Regions from separate parts of the Lactuca sativa genome. Here region 1 is linked to region 2. Evidence: chromatin contacts called from public Hi-C data. All regions are on one chromosome and are shown on one strand. Each heading gives the region's core, a stretch centred on a gene start, on an enhancer-like site or on the middle of the called end of the contact. The rest is flanking DNA. Distances are from core to core; before and after follow the strand shown. Region 1 holds the start of LOC111894110 (UDP-glycosyltransferase 73C11). Region 2 holds the start of LOC111894163 (UDP-glycosyltransferase 73E1).

Evidence for each region. Hi-C and Micro-C count contacts between places; a contact is called where the count stands out from the background.
Region 1: a contact with region 2 is called in a Hi-C map of leaf, with 6 times the contacts expected there. The contact joins the promoter of LOC111894110 here to the promoter of LOC111894163 in region 2. A contact is called at or near these places in 3 of 4 Hi-C or Micro-C datasets (leaf and seed).

Annotation. Positions count from the first base shown.
Region 1 is chr6:38,267,257-38,272,353 of Lsat_Salinas_v11, forward strand. LOC111894110 (UDP-glycosyltransferase 73C11) reads right to left here and starts at 1,508. Exons shown (of 1, transcript XM_023890186.2): 1 at 1-1,508. The coding sequence starts at 1,361.
Region 2 is chr6:38,053,890-38,059,086 of Lsat_Salinas_v11, forward strand. It overlaps LOC111894163 (UDP-glycosyltransferase 73E1), which reads left to right and starts at 1,467. Exons shown (of 1, transcript XM_023890248.3): 1 at 1,467-3,661. The coding sequence starts at 1,912. The coding sequence ends at 3,387.

The DNA.
Region 1 (5,097 bases), core at 258-2,757, 210 kb after region 2:
CTCTCTTCTCCTTCTTTCCCTTCTTCCATCACCATCTCTATAGCCTTCCTCAATTCCTCACTCTTTATTTGCACTCCAGACTTTTCTTCTTCACCCCAATGCACCACACTTTGAGCACCAACACTAACTCCAATCCTCAACACTTGTACAACTAACTTCTCATTATAGAACTGCTCCTGAAACTGAGGCCATGTCACCATGGGGACACCAGCACACACCCCTTCTAGAGTTGAATTCCAGCCACAGTGAGTCAAGAACCCTCCAATTGCAGGGTGGGATAGAACCAACAGCTGTGGAGCCCACCCACGGATCAATAGACCTCGATCTCTGGTTCTCTCTTCAAACCCATCTTCTTCTATCCATTTTTCTATCTTCGGAGTCTTGTGGCCTGCTCGAACAACCCAAATAAATGGTCTGTTAGAGGATTCTAGAGCTAAAGCAAGCTCGACTAACTGGTCAGGCTCCATACGACTAATACTTCCTAGACATGCATAGATCACCGAAGCATTATCTTTAGAATCTAGCCACTTCAGGCATTCGTTCTTGTTAATGGAGGGTTTGTTACCTCTCAGGGCCTTCTCTGATACATCCTTATGGCATAGCGATAATGGACCTACACACCAAACTTTATCTTCTTTGATTTTCTGATATTCATCAGAGTATCCTTGTTCCAACTCCTGAAAACTGTTTATGATTACTCCATATGCTTCGGATTCAGATACCCGAACTTTTTCATGGAATTCTTTCACTTCTTTGGAGCCGGAGGAATTGAATGCAAAAGATAGTTGGGATCTTGTTAGTTCAATTCGATCAGGCAAACCGGGTAAAACAAACGACTCTGACTCACCCACACTTTCATATACCTTGGTGAGGTACAAAACGTGGTTAATCATCTGTGTGAAGCAATTCATTCCATCGAATATAATCCTTGGAATCTGAAACTTTTTTGCTGTTTCAGCTGGCCATTGGAGAAATGTCCCGGATAGTATGCAACTTGGCTTAGGCTCAGAGTTTTCAATGTATTGTTCCACTTGTTGTTGTAGTGAACTTTGGGCAAGGAAAAGTTCTTTGGCTAAGCCCAAATTTGGAAGATCATCCAAGCTTTCACAACCCTCTGGTAAGCCAAACTCTGTAGATGGAAGTGGGAATTCCAGAAAACAGATGGGAAGACCTGATTGGACTGCTTGATCAAGGATTGACCCAAATCTGAGGGCATTGACTGGGGTGGTAACTATGGTGACTTTAACACCATGTTGAGCTAGTAACTTGGCCATGTCAATGGTGGGAATATAGTGGCCTGGTGACATTAAGGGTATGATAAGAAACTGAAGTTGGTTGTCTTGTGGTTTCTCTAAAGCCATTTGAGAGTCTGGCTGGTATGATGGAGAAACTGAATCAAGGTTTGATAAGGGAATGGTGTATGAATTGTAAATATAAATGCATGATCTTTCTCTTTCCCCTCCCTTTTTTTAATGCTATTAATCTTATGCCCTTAATTTTATTTTATTAGATAAATATGTGATGATGCAAGCATGCACATAAGCATCTCTACTTCTGTGGAGAAGGTGTAGATAATTACAACTTTGTCAAGGCAGGAAAGCATATTTCTTGTATCTCGCGGCAATTACCAATAGAGTCTAGAAGAGTCGTTAATAATCCAATGAGAAATCAAATATCATTCTTTACTAATCTTACTACTCACTAGAACATGACAAGTGTCAAAATCAAGAAAAAAAAAATAAGAAAGATAATTAGTGGATTTCACTTGTCATTATTTTATAGGAGTATATTAAGTAGGAACAAAATATAGGAAGAACTAGTAGATAATCTTTAAGTATAGCTCAACCTATTGATACTCCCTAGGTTAGATAATTTACAAATAAACATTTTTCCAGGGGCATTTAGGAAAGTTTCCATTTATTTATGTTTTTGTATTGGAGAAGGATTTCAGTCCGTCTAGTATAAATAGGATATTGTTTCTTATGTTTTTCATTCAGTTTTTCAGATTTGGTTCAATAAGATACTTGGAGATTAAGTAATTTTCTCATAATTATTTTCATCTTCTGTTCGTTTTTAGAGAAAAGAAAATGGAAGAAAATTTCATTGTATTTTCATTCTTTGACTTTCTTACAAAGCAAACATTTATATTACAACTTATACTACACTCTTCTAGCTATCATACACCTAACAAATTAACACCAATGATTAAGTTAACTGTTTAACCAAACTACTAAATTAATTGTGATAAAGTATAATAACATAAATATAACAGTAATGTTCCCCCCTCAAGATAGACTTTGGAAGATGTTTTTTAAAACTATCTTGGTCATTATAGGTAGCATCTTATGTCAAGTAATGGTTTAGTAAATCTGTCGGCCAATTGGTGTGTTGTGGGTATATGCATGAGCTTGGTTGTATTTTCCAAAAATCTTTGTCTTGAATAAAGTGACAATCAAGCTCGATGTGTTTCATACATTTATGAAAGGTTGGTTAGATGCGAGCTTGACTGCCGATTCATTATCACAAAAAACGAGAATGGGTTGATGAATATGAATATTGAAATTCCTTAACAGATGTTGAAGCCAAATAATCACGGTTGTAGCAACAACAATGGCTCGGTACTCAACTACGGTGGAAGATATTGAAACAATGGAATGTTTCTCTAATTTCCAAGAAATCATTGATTCTCCTAGAAATACACAAAAACCAGAAACAAATCTTCTAGCATCAGGACATCTTGTCCGGTCTGAATCAGAAAAGGATGTGATCTTTAAAGAAGGTTCGGACGACAAAAACAATCCTTGACCAGGGTCCTACAAACTGACTTAGCTTATTTACTGCATATGTAATGTCTAGCCTTGTTATAATTAAGTACATTAATCGTCCAACTAATTGTATGTATTGAGAAGTATTTGTTAAAGGTGCCCCATTGAAATTCAATGTTTTACAAGTAGGATCAAATTGGATGATTGACTGGTTTTGCAGCTACCATGCCAATTTCTTCTAAAAGATTGAGAACATATTGTCGTTGAGAAATGTAAATGCCAATATGATGATCTAGTAATTTAAAGACCCAAGAAATGTTGTAACTTTCCTAAATCCTTAAGCTTGAATTTGTTGCTTAAAGTCTGCTGAATAGACTTAATTTCATGAATATAAGCACATGTTAACATAATATCATCCACGTAGACTAACAAAGCTACATAAGATGATCCTTTACCCTTATAAAATAATGAATAATTTGATTTCGGTTGTGTAAATCCTTGTGAAAGTAGATATGAAGAAAAAGTGGCATACCATTGATGAGATGCCTGCCTTAAGCCATGAAAGATTTCTCCAAGTTGCATAAAAGTGGTTTATCTTTTGAAGTGGGAGAATTACAAATATATTGTTACGGTAACTTCATGTAAACCTCTTCATCCAATGCCCCATTAAGTAAAGCATTATTCACATCCAATTGAATAAGAGGCCAAGAATGTTGATCACCTAAAGCAAGCAAAACCTTGATACCAATGAGTTTAGCTATAGAGGAATTGTTGGGTCTAAAAATTTGTTTATACTTTGCTTTTCTAAACATTTATTGTTTTTAGTCTTGGGAGAAAATATTATTGGGTTTATTTGTAGCTTGGACCGAAAACTCATGGGATTTCGGTTTGGGTATTGGGTTTGGGCCTTGGCCTTAGATCCATAGGTATATATTGGAGTAAAAGGCATGTTTTAGGAGACAAGAACCAAGGGTGGGACGTTTTCGGTCAAGCATTAGTGAGGAGGGAAGCCATATTGTAAGGATGGGAGTTCTAGAGAGAGAAACTAGAGAGAAAAAGTGTATGTGTGTGTGAATCTTATGTAACGGAACATCATTCATATCATTAATACATTGAAGATTCATCAAGTTCTTCTTCTTCTTCTTCTTCTTCTTCTTCTTCTTCTTCTTCTTCTTCTCTATTTCTATCTTGCATCATCCACTTAATTGGGATTCCGCACCATCAAGTGGATCGGATTGATACGTCAAGCAATTTTGGAGACTTACAGTTGGTATCAGAGCTTGGATCGTATCAATTAAATTAGCAAGATCCTGAGCGTTTTTTGATTTTTTTTTCTTGAAGGATTTGGCATTTCTGGATGGTTTCGGACAAAATATTAGGGGTTTGTTCTTCGTGTTCTTCATAAAAATGAGTTTTTGATCGAGTTTTGGAGCTAAAAAGGTGAAAAATCATGTTTTTTGGTCGTAACCAACAAGGGCGTGGCGGCGGTTTTCGGTCAGCAACTAGGGTTTGCTAGGGGTTTGCGGTCGGAAGCTTTCTGCGGTTTGCGGTCCAAAGTGTTTACAACCGAAAGAGAGTTTATGGTGGAGCGGGCCTCGGACGTTTTCGGCTTAGGACAGTTTTCGGTTGCGCACGTATTCGGTCAGCAGTCTCACAAGTTTTCGGTCAGCAACTTCGTTTTCGGCTGGTGCGAGTCTTCCCGGTTTAGTTCAAGTAGCCTTGCATTTTCGGCCTTAATTTTGGAATTTTGACATTTTTGGCCCAAAAATCAATTTTTCGAATTTTAAAGTTTCATTTTCGGCCAAAAGCTTTGACTTCTAATTTTTGACTTCCTAATTTGACTTTTGACCTTAAAAATTGACTTTGACTTCCAAGTTTGACCTTTGACTTTAAACTTTGACTTTTTCGTTTAACTTTCAAAAATTCACATTTGGCTTTTCGGTTTGACTTTTCAAGTTTGACTTTTTAAATTTGACTTTTAAGGTTGACTTTTAAGGTTTATAGTCAAAGGGTATTTTTGGTAAACAATGAGTTCCTCAATTAGGACTGTTCACTATTTGGATAAAACCGAATTGTCCAATTGGACAATTTGGATCGGACTATGTGGTTTGGATATTTGGATTTTTGGATTGGTTTTTAGCAAAACCGAATTATTATTTTGGATTTCGGATTGGTTTTGGTTTATAAAATAAAAACCGAATAGTCAAAAAAAACCGAATTACAATTTATTATTTTGTTCTTTTTAATATATATCTTTAATAAATTATAAACTTACTAAATTATTCTTTTAATATATTAAAATTTTTCATCTATTATAATACTTTAATATGTA
Region 2 (5,197 bases), core at 217-2,716:
GGTCAGATCTGCAATATGGAGCTTTGGGGTGGCTTGAAAATGTCTGGATAAGAATTGGACCACATGAACTCGAGGAGTTAGTTAGGGTTTTCCCCGACATCTGGACACACATGGACTTGACGAGTTGGTTGGAAACTCGACGAGTCAATTAGGGTTTTGATGATTTCTGAGTTCTTAAGGAACTCGACGAGTTGCTAGCTGCACTCGACAAGTCGGGTTAACATGGACTGTTGACTTTAACTTTGACCAAGGGTTGACCAGTTTGACTTCTGAGGGTATTTTGGTAATTTGGGAAATCATGGAAGTGGATCATTGGTGGATGTAGGTGTTGGACTTGGAGCTGCATTTGGTAGAGTTTGACTTTATCACTTCGAGCTACTTTTGAGGTGAGTTCTTCTCACTATATCAACAGGGTCTAAGGCACCAAGGCCGACCCTTTATGATTTGCATCCTGTTCATAGGATGGTTGCTATGTTATTGATCTGTTAGATTTGTATCCTGGTTATAGGATGGCTGCTACGTTAGTGATCTGTTAGATCGTTATCCTGGTTATAGGATGGTTGCTATGTTAGTGATCAGTTAGATCGATATCATGGTTATAGGATGGTTGCCATGTTAGTGATCTGTTAGATTTGTATGACTATCTGTACATGCTAGCTAGCGTATGATATTTATGTGCACATGTTTGTTGGTTTGGGGATTGGTTAAGGCAGGTCCTGTTTTGTGCTGTAGGCCAAGATACCTAGGGCGGACCGGATAGACTGCAGACCCGGTTAGGGCATACTAGTTAGGCCGAAGGCCCGACGAGCGGTCCGGATAGGCTGAAGGCCCTGAGAGGCGGTCCAGACATGCCGAAGGCTCGGAGTGCGGTCCAGATAGGCTGAAGGCCTGCGAGGCGGTCCAGTCAGGCTAAAGGCTCATTATGCATGCTGTATTTGTTTATATGACATGATTATATTTGTATGGTGTTGGTATTTTGGGGAACTCACTAAGCTCCGGGCTTACAGTTATTGATTTTGTTTCAGGTACCTCTGAATTTTGATGATCGCGGGAAGACGAAGACATGATCGTGCACCTCCTTATATTTTCATGATTTGATTCTGGTGATACTCTCATGTTTAAACTATTTTAAAAACAAACTATAATAAGTTAATGATTTTAAATATTTAAAAAAAGTTTTAAACTAGCTTAAATTTTATGGGTGTTACACAATTTGGTCGAAAATTAACCTACAAGGCACCATTTTGAGGGTCTAAAAGGCGGCCGGATGGCTGTTATGCCGATGACGACCAAATTTTGTAGCGAAAGATTAGTATAATTTAGAAGAATGATGACCAAATTTTGTAAGTATCAGCTTCCGTGTCCATCACTAGATTTAAAATGTGACAATTTCCGTCGAGGGTCTACACTATTTTTAAAATAGAAAAATCGTTGCTCTAAATTTCGTAGGTATTGATCTCTTTGTTCTAGTGCTGATATATTCTTATGATCTTGTTCAGTGAAAAGTGTTCAACTCAAATGTTTGGAAATTATTTCGTTTATCACCACAAATGTTGCATTATCTCTCTTTTGGGTATGAGTGCCATGGCCTATTCACCTTTCTAGATTGAACCATGTGTGATCAAGATTATAGGCATTTCAGTATACATTTCCTGCACTTCTCTCTAAAGCAGGCTGGCGGTGTCGTTGTAGCCACGCATTCTTTTGATAACATGTGATGACTACACAAAACTGCCAAACTTTTCTTGTTTTATACAAATTGTTTGTAATGCTAGCTGCTGCTTTGATCTTTTTCCTTTTCACATAAAGCTCTTGACTTTGTGGGTTTTATATGTTATTTAAGAGAACACCTCTTCTGCAACTTCGTCATAGAAACAAACAAACACAGAAGCTTTCCCAGTTCAAAGTTCAATGAAAATGGTTGCACCTGTGACTGACTTTCATGTCGTCATGTTCCCTCTAATGGCTCAAGGCCATATGGTACCCATGGTGGATATTGCCCGAATACTAGCCCTTCGTGGGGCCATGGTGACAATATTCACCACTCCTCTTGTTGCCAATCGATTTAGACAAGTTATCGAACGAGCAAACGAATCCAAGCTCATGATCAAGCTACTTGAACTCCACCTCCAATTAGCAGAAGTCGGTTTACCCGAAGGATGCGAGAGCTTTGACACACTTCCCTCGTTTGAGTCTTCCAATAAACTATTCGCAGCTATCAACTTGTTAGAACAACCAGCGGAAAATCTTCTCCGGGAACTTTCTCCTCCTCCATCTTGCATAATCTCAGACTTTTGTTTTCCCTGGACCGGAGACGTGGCTCAGAGGCTTAACATTCCTCGGCTCGTGTTCCATGGACCCGGATGCTTCTGGCTCCTGTCCATGCACGTTGTCTTAACTTCTAAAATGTTAGACACGATTGAATCGAACTCAGAACGCTTTGTTCTGAGTGGCCTCCCTGACCGAGTTGAGTTCACTAAACCTCAGCTTACTGGTTCCTTCAAAGCCAGGACAGCAGACCAAATGGAGTTCTGGAGTCGTGCTGCAGCAGCGGAAAAAACAGCTTACGGGATCGTGGTTCACACTTTCGAGGAGTTAGAACCTGAGTACGTTAAGGAATTAAAAAAGGTAAAAGATACCAAAATATGGTGTATAGGCCCTGTTTCTCTATGTAACAAAGATAACTCGGATATAGCAGAGAGAGGAAACAAGGCTACGATCAACGAGCATGACTGCTTGAAATGGCTTGATGCAAGGGAACCCGGGTCAGTGGTCTACGTTTGCTTGGGAAGTCTTACACGTGCTTCTACACAACAGTCGATCGAGCTTGGGCTAGGACTAGAGTCCACGAACAAGCCCTTCATATGGTGCGTAAGAGACAAAACCGAAGAACTGGAGAAATGGTTTTCAGAAGAAGGTTTCGAAGAAAGGGTGAGCGACCGAGGGTTGATAGTCCATGGTTGGGCACCACAAGTGTTGATATTGTCACATCGAGCAGTTGGTGGTTTCTTGACACACTGTGGATGGAATTCTACTCTCGAAGCAGTCTGTGCAGGTGTGCAAATGGTTACATGGCCGCATTTTGCTGACCAGTTTATTAACGAAGCATTCATCGTAGAGATTCTGAAGATTGGGGTCAGGATTGGTGTGGATATTCCTGTTCCTTTCGGGGAAGAAGATAAGATGGAAGTGTTGGTGAAGAAGGAAGACGTGAAGAGGGCTGTGGAATGTTTAATGGATGAAGGCGAAGAAGGAAAAGAGAGAAGGAAGAGGGTGAGTGAGCTTGCGGAAATGGCGAAGAGAGCAATGGAGGAAGGAGGATCTTCTTATCTCAACGTATCATCTTTGGTTCAGCATCTAACAGATATGCAACTCAAAACCAGATGAAGAAAGTAGAAAACTATTACTCCAAACATATTTTTATGTCTTGGTGTATGATATCTTTATTTATAGATTGTTACGTATCAATAAGTGGCTGTTAAAAAAAAAGAAGATTGTTAGGTATCAGTTGAAATTTTGTGGGGGTGAATTTCATAGATTTAATTGACGAGGCAAATCAGTTACATGTCCAAGTTTATTTTTTTATAGTATCTGTAGAGTAAATTATAGAAATGGTTTCTGTCCTTATTAAAACTTTATGCATCTTGTCCCACTTTATTTATCTAATTAGTTTGTCCTTAAAGTGAAGGGTAGTTTCGATTTTTGTCCTGTCTTTTCATGACTTTTCGCTACTCTAATTAAATTAATTAAAACGATTAGACCGAGGGTGTAAGGGTGTATTCCTCAACATTTATATTTTTCTATTCTACTACCAATTTTATATACAATCACAAACAAGAAATGGTTATTTTTCACTTCTCTCTTTTTTTCTTTTTTCTTTTTTTTTTTTTTCTTTTTTTTTTTTTTAAATATATTGTATATATATATATTGAAAGTTAAAGAAAATACAAAAATAAAGCTGACCAATCACATGAGAAGAGAAAAGACAGGGTACCAGTATTCCCCCGCACTGCCTAAACCGCACCCAGGGTGTGGTGTTCCTAGATGCAAATCCCATTTCCCCTCATTTTTCCCGCTCTATTCTTTCCGACCTTAAGGTTATTATATTAAAATAGAGTGTTTCATCATTGATCATAACAATGTTTTGATTTACTTTTTACTCGTAACAACGTTGTATCACATATCAACATCAAGTATATAATCTTATTTACATAAATTGATTTACCTTTTTAATAAGGTTTATTTGAGTTAAAATTATACCATAACAATGTTTTATTAGTGATCATGGGAGTGCATCGGAAGAACTTTGTGGGGATGAAGAATTTTCCCGAAAAGGAGATTAATGTCTAACTGCCATGACCAATCGTATTGGAACTATATTTGCTTCAATGTTGGTATGTAATTCTGTTATGATTTTATAAAATTTCATTTTTTTACCTATCGATTTATCAAATATTAGGGTAATTGTAACGACCTAATTTTCACGTCCAAAAAAATTCATTTTTAAATCAACACTTTGGAAAACATTTGTGAATAAACATCGTTTGATCCTATCATTTCATAAATATATTTCGTGTCTGAAAACCAAAACATAAAAACAACCATAATGTCAGAGTACAAATCCCAGAATAACTCATGGTGCGAAAAACAATATGCGTGTATGATGTGTCACTACCGCGCCAACTCCTTCCCCTTTGAAGAAGAGGTACCTGAAAACAAAACTGTAAACTGTAAGCACGAAGCTTAGTGAGTTCCCCCATTATACCACATACCATACAATCACATAACATACAAATACTGTCAGACATATCTGGGTGCCCGACCTACCCCTTCGGTCCTTTCGACCGGACACTGCCTAGCATATCTGGGTGCTGGCCTCCCCTTTGGTCCTTTCGACCGGACACTGCCTAGCATATCTGGGTGCTGGCCTCCCCTTTGGTCCTTTCGACCGGACACTGCCTAGCATATCTGGGTGCCGGCCTCCCCTTCCGTCCTGTTGACCGGATACTGCCTAGCATATCTGGGTGCTGGCCTCCCCTTCGGTCCTGTCGACCGGATACTGGGGACTATTTCACCCCTCTACTACCACCACATAACATGTATCACATAATCATATTCTATCTAACATGACTGGGTATGACTACCCCTTCGGCCCTGTCGACCGGTGATCTTGGGGACTATCTCCCCTACAGCTACT